2 separate regions of the Mus musculus genome follow, and region 1 is linked to region 2. A link is a contact called in public Micro-C data. All regions are on one chromosome and are shown on one strand. The core of a region is the stretch at or near the end of the contact, and the rest is flanking DNA. Distances in the headings are between cores, read along the strand shown. Region 1 overlaps Cflar (CASP8 and FADD-like apoptosis regulator). Region 2 overlaps Nif3l1 (Ngg1 interacting factor 3-like 1 (S. pombe)).

Region 1 (3,750 bases), core at 342-2,841, 290 kb before region 2:
GCAGTCTAGCTTCTACTGAGAGCAAGCGTCTGATATAAGACTGCCCAGAAAGGGATCAAGGGGAGAAAACGACTGAAGGTCACATGACTATTGAGTACCAGTTCTCAGCGCACTGTCCAAGTAGGATTCATATGAAGTGCAGATAGTCACAAACAAGCCAGACTCACAGCTTCAGCCTTCTTGCCCACCCAGCTTGGCCAACCACAAATAAACGATAAATGCGAGAGAGGAGAACCTCAGTTTGTATTCTAGGTGCCAGGTGAGAACAGAAGGACAAAATAAAGATGAGAAGGAAGACGGCTTTGCATGAGCAGTGATCTAGGAGGCAGGAAAGAACTGGCTTGAGTGTTTGAAATTGAATTTGCTCAGCCTATGAGTGGTGCCTGTGTATACATAGTATATACTAGAACTTTCCATGCCCTACACTGTACCAAGACAAGGTGGTTTTAAAATGTCTTACATGAGAGCTCAGGGGGCAGTGTCTTGGAGAGGGCCACATGTGGGACAACTGGAGCCTCTTGGCAAGATCCTTAGCTTTCCAGGCAGGCAACAAATGGCTCCTCCAACCCCAGTCAAGCCTTCAGTTAGCCCCAGCTGAGTGCCTCACCACAGACTCTAAGCCAGAAGAATCCCCAAAGTCCCGACCCACAAAAACCGTAAGCGATAATCAAGTGAATAGTTTGCTTCAGCCACTTAGTTGTCGAGTGATTTATATGCATTATTAGATAGATAATGCTCTCTCTTGTCAGTAAGAATGACCCAATCATCTCTACTCACGACTGTAGTTATACATACTCTTATCCTCTGCTGACCCACCCTCTCCTGGAAATTAGTTATATTCTCTAATGTTGAAAAAAAGATAGAAAAGTGCAGACACCATTAAGCTCACAACTAGCAAGCCTCTTATTAAGGAAATGGGGGCAGGGCACGGTTTTACAGGTTTGCTGATTACCTGTTAGATTCCTCTTTCTCCTTCTACGATCTGGGTGGTAGAAATGATCGACCACACTGACCCACCCTAGCCGTCGCCCTGGGGTGCGAGCAAGGTTTAAAGTGCAGAACTATACCCAGGTTAGGTCCAAGACAGGAAAGCGAGAGAAGCTACCTTAGGACTTTAACCACTCGGCAGGAATAGAGACAGCCTAAAGAAACGCATGTGCCCCTGCCTGTGCCAGACAGTTGAAACAACGGACCCGAGATATTATAATTACCCCCGGAATCTCATGCAGGGAGGAGGAAAGAGCTGAAGCTTGGTGACTGGTCGGACAGATTTGCAGGAGAGCCTCGAACACAGGCAACGGTGATGAGCTGGACCCGACCTTTCCTAGGTCAGCTTCATTATGCAAACCTCCTGCCTTCTACTTAAACCTAACTCATGGATTACGGGTTACCGAACCTCTTTTTCCTCTTCCCAGTGTGGCCATACGAACTAAATCTCTGTTTTCTGCTTTTCACTGTTATTGTGTTTTTAACTGGTCTACTGCAGATAATTAGTTAGCACCACAAGACTAGCAGGTTAACAGGATCGCAGCCCCACTGCTAGCTCCTTTCTCTTGCTATGGCGTATTCTCTCCGCTAGGGAGCAGAAGTAACCAAGGAAATGCAGGTTCCAATGCACTGGCTGGCCAGCTTCAAAACTCTCTTCACTGGTAAAGCCTTGGTGGAAAGCCCAGCCAGCCCTCTTGCCCAGGCTGATGCGCTCGGGTAGAGCAAAGGCTGCTCTACCTTCCTTTTCCTCGGGTTCAGTGGCTCAGCTTCCGCCTCAGAGGGGCTAAGTGTAGGATAAGCACGCAAAATCTAACGCAGAAAATGTTTCCCAAAAGCAAGAGGGGAAAGGCAAAGGTCCCACATGCCACAACCACCACCAAGAAAAATCCGAAATCTGTATGGGGCTTGGGACAAAACAGAGCAATCCTCCGATATGGCAAGGCAAGTCAGTCAGCAGCCTGTTGTGGGCCATCACCGCTGACATTTCCTCTATTGGATGGCAAGACCAGGTAGGCACAGATGCCAGCTGGAGCAGTACATCAACATTCCTTTCCTCCGTGAGCCAGCAAAGACAAGCATGTAGCACTGTCTGATTTATACACTGTAAGGAATGGGGAGGGGGAACGTGTAACTTTGAGTAAGTGAGAGCCTCCATTTGTTCATCTGTGAAATGGGCATAATTCTAACACCTAAACCAAAACGGCAGAACCCAGCGGGGTTTCTGTAAAGATACTTCCAAACTGCATTTATTCAAACATAAATGATTAATTCTAAAGGAGATGAAGGCGGCATATCAACCCGTAAATCAGAGACCCTGCCAGGCATCTTCTTCCTAACTGCTTATGACTTGGATGCAAGTCTCCTTATTCTAAATTAAAACGATCTTAGGGTGGACAGACTCTGTGCTCCATGTATGGCTTAGCTACCATACCAGTGCTTACAAATACAGGAAGAAACAGTTGGGTGTCGGTTTTATAAAATAAAACGTTAACAAAATACAGAAGCACCGCGTCTCCTTCTCCCACCCTGGACAACCCATGCCCAGCCCAGCTGCAGCTTGGCAGCTACAACTGCTTCTTAGAAACCACGGATGCTCTGCAGTTGGCACAAGGCTGCCAGGAGCCAATCACAGGCTCAGGAAAATGCCTGGGCCTTGCTCATCTAGAATTCATTCATTTACGCATTTAGAATTCATTTTGAGTTATATAAGCAGATTTATCTTAGCACCTTCTAAATAAATACATGGAATAAATAAGAGGCAATGTCTGGCCAGCCTATTTACAATCAGTTACTGGGTGCCCTTCATAAGTCAAGATACGGTGAATAGGTGAAACCCAAAGTGGGCAGGATATCCTAGGTGGGGAAGGGAAGGAGGACAAGGCCAACGTGGATTTCGGAGTGTGTGCTCATACAGAGGTTACAGGTCAGCCTTGGGCTCCCTCCTGCCATCTGTGTGAGAAGATCTCTTTGCTGTTCTGTCCTGTGTCTGTCAGACTAGGCTGGCTCATGCACTTCCAGAGGCTCTCTCATCTCTTCATAGGAGGGCTGGAACTACAGGCAACACATGCTGCCCTTTATTTGGGATCAAGAGATTTGAACTCAGGTCTACACATTTGTAAGCATGCACCTTTACCCATTGAGCAATCTAATCCTAAAATAAGTTCTTCCTTCCTTCCTTCCTTCCTTCCTTCCTTCCTTCCTTCCTTCCTTCCTTCTTTCCTTCCTCCCTTTCTTTCTTTCTTTCTTTCTTTCTTTCTCCTTCTTTCTTTCCTTCCTTTCCATTTTTAGGCTTGAGGACAATTCAATTTTTATTTAAAAAAAGAAACAAACAAACAAACAAACAAACAAAACAGGGTGAGGAAGCTATAAAACTCAGCAGCTACCAGGAAGAGAAGAATAGGGAAGAAAATGAAAATTGCCATGCCATTTGAGCCAACAGGGAAGTCTGACACATGACAGAAAGCAGCCACCTGGTGTTTGTGGCTTTTCTATGGGAGGCTAGATGCATACACTCTGTACCTGGGAGGAACAAACTACTGTAGCCCCCAAACTTGAGTTTTACTAAGCTTCCCTTATTGTCTTACTAGAATCTATGACAAGAGACACGGACCAAGCACACAGCTCGCTGCAGATGAAGGTAACACATGTGTACACATGTGTGACTGGATGTCTCATCATTTAGTGGGGTCACAGGACAAATAATCACTCACCGAAACAAAGGGCAGTGTGATCTCGGACACTGGAGCGTTGCGGGAGAAGTTG
Region 2 (4,205 bases), core at 608-3,107:
CCAAGACAGCCAGGGCCACACAGACCCTATATTTGAAAAACCAAGAGAAAAGTTAATGTGAGAAAATATAGGGAAAACTCAAATATGTTTTGGATTTTTGTTTTTGTTTTTGTTTTTCGAGACAGGGTTTTTCTGTGTAGCCGTGGCTGTCCTGGAACTCACTTTGTAGACCAGGCTGGCCTCTAACTCAGAAATTCACCTGCCTCTGCCTCCCAAGTGCTGGGATTAAAGTCGTGCACCACCATCACCCGGCATGTTTTGGATTTTTAAAAGTACCACTTATGAATTCGATAAGTGAATTTGAGAACAAAAACATATTGTGGGGGAGGGGAAATGAATATAATCAAAACATGAAATTCTTGAAGTGCCTCTGTGTGTGTCATATGGAATTTGGTTTGTTCATAAAAACTTTGACCAGTGTTTACAGACATAAAGCCATTACAAATAACTTTAAAAAAAATATTTGTTGTTTTGTTTTTTCAAAACAGGGCTTCTCTGTTTTGCTCTGGCTGTCCTGAGAACCACTCTATAGACAAAGCTGGCCTCAAATTCAGAGCTTCACCTGCCTCCCAAGTCATAGGATTTAAGTCGTGCACCATCAGGCCTGCATACAATTTTTAAATGCATAAATAAGAGAAAAATGTGTTCTTGGGAAAGTGAGCTATTTTCAGTGCTGCACAATTGTATCAGTTCATGGTTGGGAACAGTTTGTATCCGAGCACCTTTTAAAATATCTTGGGGCTGGTGAGATGGCTCTGGTTAAGAGGGCCAACTACTCTTCCAAAGGTCCTGAGTTCAAATCCCAGCAACCATGTGGTGGCTCACAACCATTCGTTTTGAAATCTGATGCCCTCTTCTGGAGTGTATGAAGACAGCTACAGTATACTTACATATAATAAATATTAAAAAAATATATATCTTAACATTTTGCAATTGCTTGAATTTCTCTAACGCACATATTATAACAAATCCAAAGCCTTCCATGTGTATGTAGAGGATTATGTGTACACACAGGTATTTATTTACTCTGGAAACATTTGGACATGAAATGCTGGCAGCTGACACCTTTCCCCTCAATGGTTCCTTGTATAATCTCAGAAGTATGGCATTCCCTTATGCAAATGTGGGAAATTAGACACTTACTAATGTTTCTCTTCACCTTACATTTTTAGACAAGATCTTTGTGGACATGGAGCTCAGCACCTCCTCTAGACTAGCTGGCAGTGAGCCCAGACTTCTCCTGTCTTTTCTCTAGCACTGGGATTATAGGCATGGCTGCTGCACTCGGCTCTTCTGATGTGGGCCCAGAGCAAACTCAGGTCCTCATGCATACATCACAAGCACTTCACCAACTGAGCATTCCCCAGCCTCAAAAAATTATTTTCAATAAAAATTAACCAGGGCTGAGCTGAGTGCACACTGACGCAGGAGGATGACAGGGTTGAGGTCGGCTTGGCCTTCACTCTAAGACTTCAAGAAACAAGAAAAAGAAGGGCATGGTGACACGGGCCTTTAATCCCAGCACTTGAGGCAAAGGCAGATAGATGATCCCTGCCTTTCCAGGCTAACCTGGTCTACACAAGTTCCAGGCCAATCAGGGATACATTGTGAGATCCTGTCTCAAAAATCAAACAAAATAAACAAATAAAATTAAGCAGTGTCTTTTAGATTATGTCAAGAACAGAGTGGGAAGCCTAGGAGCCAAAGACAACCATTGGGGGCTGGTGGCATAGCTCAGTAGCATAGTGTTTATTGCATGCGGGAGGCTCCCAGTTCAAGGCCCTGTACTGCAAAACAAACGAAAGGGGGAAAGCTATTGATGGTACTTTAGCCATGTCACACTGCCCTGAAATCTGCTAGTTCTGAATGACTAAGAAGTAAAGGATAGAGGGAGGTGTCAATTCCCTAATTGGTTCTTGATTGTGTCAATAAAGGAGGTGAAAGCCAATTGCTGGGCAAAAAGAAAAAGGTGGGACTTCCAAGTTCCAGGAGGAAGAGAAGGGAAGGGATACAGAGAAAGAAGAATTCAAATCAGGCTTTGGAATGAGGAAGAAGATAGTTTGTAGCCTCTGCAGCAACGGGGCGGAGGCAAGAAGGACGGAAGGAGTTAGTTGGTAAAATTAGAGCAAGAAATTCTTCACCCAGCCATTGAGTTATCTGGCTAGCTTAAAAATAATAAAACTGTTTTCCATCAGAGGGACTAAGGTGGGCAGGAGGAGAAAGAGGGCAGCCAGGGTGGTTGTTGGCGGCTTGGTGAAGCTAGGCTTGAGGGCTGGGGGAGCGATCAGAGCTCCCAGGAAAAACAGCCAGCTGGCTGTTGGCAGAGCTGAGGGTGACGGCTGAACTTGGAGCCTGGCTGGGAAGGCAGGCAGAGCTTGTTTATTAAAATTACAGCAACAGCAAAGGAAGGCTGAGGAAGAGATCCAGAAATAGCCCTACCTGTGAGGTAAAGGTCGGCCTCCACTCCTTGTAGAACACTGCCCCCAGAACCAGCACACAGGGCCACAACTTTGACTTGGGACTCTACAAGACAAAAGTACCACCAGGTGTTATCACAGAGATCCGACCCCTTCCAGATCAACACTGGTACTACAATTCTAAATCTAGTGCAGACTAGCTAGATCAATATAATGAATTATGCTGTCTTTGATTTTAAAATGGGTGTGGTGGCACACACCTTTAAACTAACACTAGGGAGGCAGAGGCAGGTGGATCTCTGAGTTCAAGGCCAGCCTGGTCTGTATAGTTTCGGGACAGCCAGGGCTACACTGTGAGACCCTGTCCCAAAACAATAAATGCAAAGCAACAGTAAAGCCAAAGTCGGGAGTGATGGCGATGGTGCATGGAGTGAGTCAGGCACGGCGATGGCGATGGTGCATGCCTGTAATCCCAGAATCTGTGAGGATGGCCCTAAGTTCAGGACCAGCTCTCAATTCGTGAAATTTGAACTTGGACAGAACTAGTGACCCTCCTGCCTTCACTCCTCAAATGCCAAATTAGTAGTGTGTGCCAGCATGCCTAGCTCCAAAAACAATTTTTTTTTAAAATGTAGGCAAATGATCCAGTTTGACACCACAAAGGGAATGAAAGGCAAGGGCACAGTTTCTTCTAACACAGCCACAAAAGCCCATGAGCCTGGGTAACAGCAGTGCTGCCGCTCTGGGCTTTGCTACCGCTCTGGGCTTTGCCTTATGCTAATAATAATCCTCAGCTGGGTCTGCAGACAGTGGCGAGAGGGCTGAGGAACTAACAGAACAAGTTAGAGAAAGAAATGCAGGGCAGGAGAGGTGGATGGTTGGGTTAAAAGCACTTGCTGCTGTTCATGAGGACCCAAGATTGGTTCCCAGCATCCATGTCTGGTGGCTCGCCACCTCAGTTCCAGGGGCATCTGACAACATGCAAACACTTCAAGTTGAAAAAATGCAGTATGTTACAAATATATTAGGCACCTACCCACCTCCACCCCACCCCTTTTTTTCTTTTTAAGACAGGCCTCATGGTGTAGCCTTGGCTGGCCTGTCGATCTGTGCAGCCAGGCTACAAGTATGGGTAGGCATCACCACACCCAGCCCAGTCTAGAATTTTTTTTTTTAAAGATTTACTTATTTATTTATTTATTATATGTGTGTGTGCACTGTTGCTGTCTTCAGACACTACAGAAGAGGGCGTCAGATCTCATTACGGATGGTTGTGAGCCACCATGTGGTTGCTGGGATTTGAACTCAGGTCCTTTGGAAGAGCAGTCGGTGCTCTTAACCGCTGAGCCATCTCACCAGCCCCAGTCTAGAATTTTTACCTCATGATTTTAACCCTCCATTTCCTCTGCAACAACAACCAGCCTATAATTAGCAAACTTCCACTGCTGACTGGAGATGAGCACAGAATGACTAAGGAATTAACTTTATCATTTAGGCTAGGGAGAGGTAGTCAGCCAACCCTGGGTGACAAAATGAACCAATTATCTCCCTGAGCTGCTAACAAGTTCTCTACCACTTACATGAATAAAAACAGTAATGTGCCGGGCGTGGTGGCGCACGCCTTTAATCCCAGCACTCAGGAGGCAGAGGCAGGCGGATTTCTGAGTTCGAGGCCAGCCTGGTCTACAAAGTGAGTTCCAGGACAGCCAGGGCTATACAGAGAAACCCTGTCTCAAAAACTCAAAAGAAAAAAACAAACAAACAAACAAAAAAAACCAACAGGGCTGG

The links. A called contact is a pair of places that touch in the nucleus more often than the background predicts.
Region 1: a contact with region 2 is called in a Micro-C map of trophoblast stem cells, with 3 times the contacts expected there. The contact joins two enhancer-like sites. A contact is called at or near these places in 3 of 39 promoter capture datasets (maxillary cranial neural crest, neural stem cells and stem cell-derived epiblast-like cells), 4 of 15 datasets of contacts at CTCF or cohesin (the NIH/3T3 cell line, large pre-B cells, pro-B cells and 1 more), 9 of 484 Hi-C or Micro-C datasets (B cells, the G1E-ER4 cell line, cerebellum and 5 more), 2 of 115 datasets of contacts at active chromatin or transcription factors (embryonic fibroblasts and stem cell-derived neural progenitor cells) and 1 of 9 other capture datasets (adipose tissue).

What each region holds. Positions count from the first base shown.
Region 1 is chr1:58,744,927-58,748,676 of GRCm38.p6, reverse strand. The region is part of intron 8 of Cflar (CASP8 and FADD-like apoptosis regulator); the gene reads right to left. Among named protein-coding and RNA genes, the nearest start is that of Cflar, 34 kb to the right of the region's middle. Within about 2 kb of position 1,591, at least 8 of the 459 cell types and tissues checked have an H3K27ac peak or open chromatin away from gene starts, as enhancers often do. A contact at or near this core is called in trophoblast stem cells, where this site is marked.
Region 2 is chr1:58,456,098-58,460,302 of GRCm38.p6, reverse strand. It overlaps Nif3l1 (Ngg1 interacting factor 3-like 1 (S. pombe)), which reads right to left. Exons shown (of 7, transcript NM_022988.3): 6 at 2,440-2,523. Among named protein-coding and RNA genes, the nearest start is that of Gm23966, 8.4 kb to the left of the region's middle. Within about 2 kb of position 1,857, at least 19 of the 459 cell types and tissues checked have an H3K27ac peak or open chromatin away from gene starts, as enhancers often do. A contact at or near this core is called in trophoblast stem cells, where this site is marked.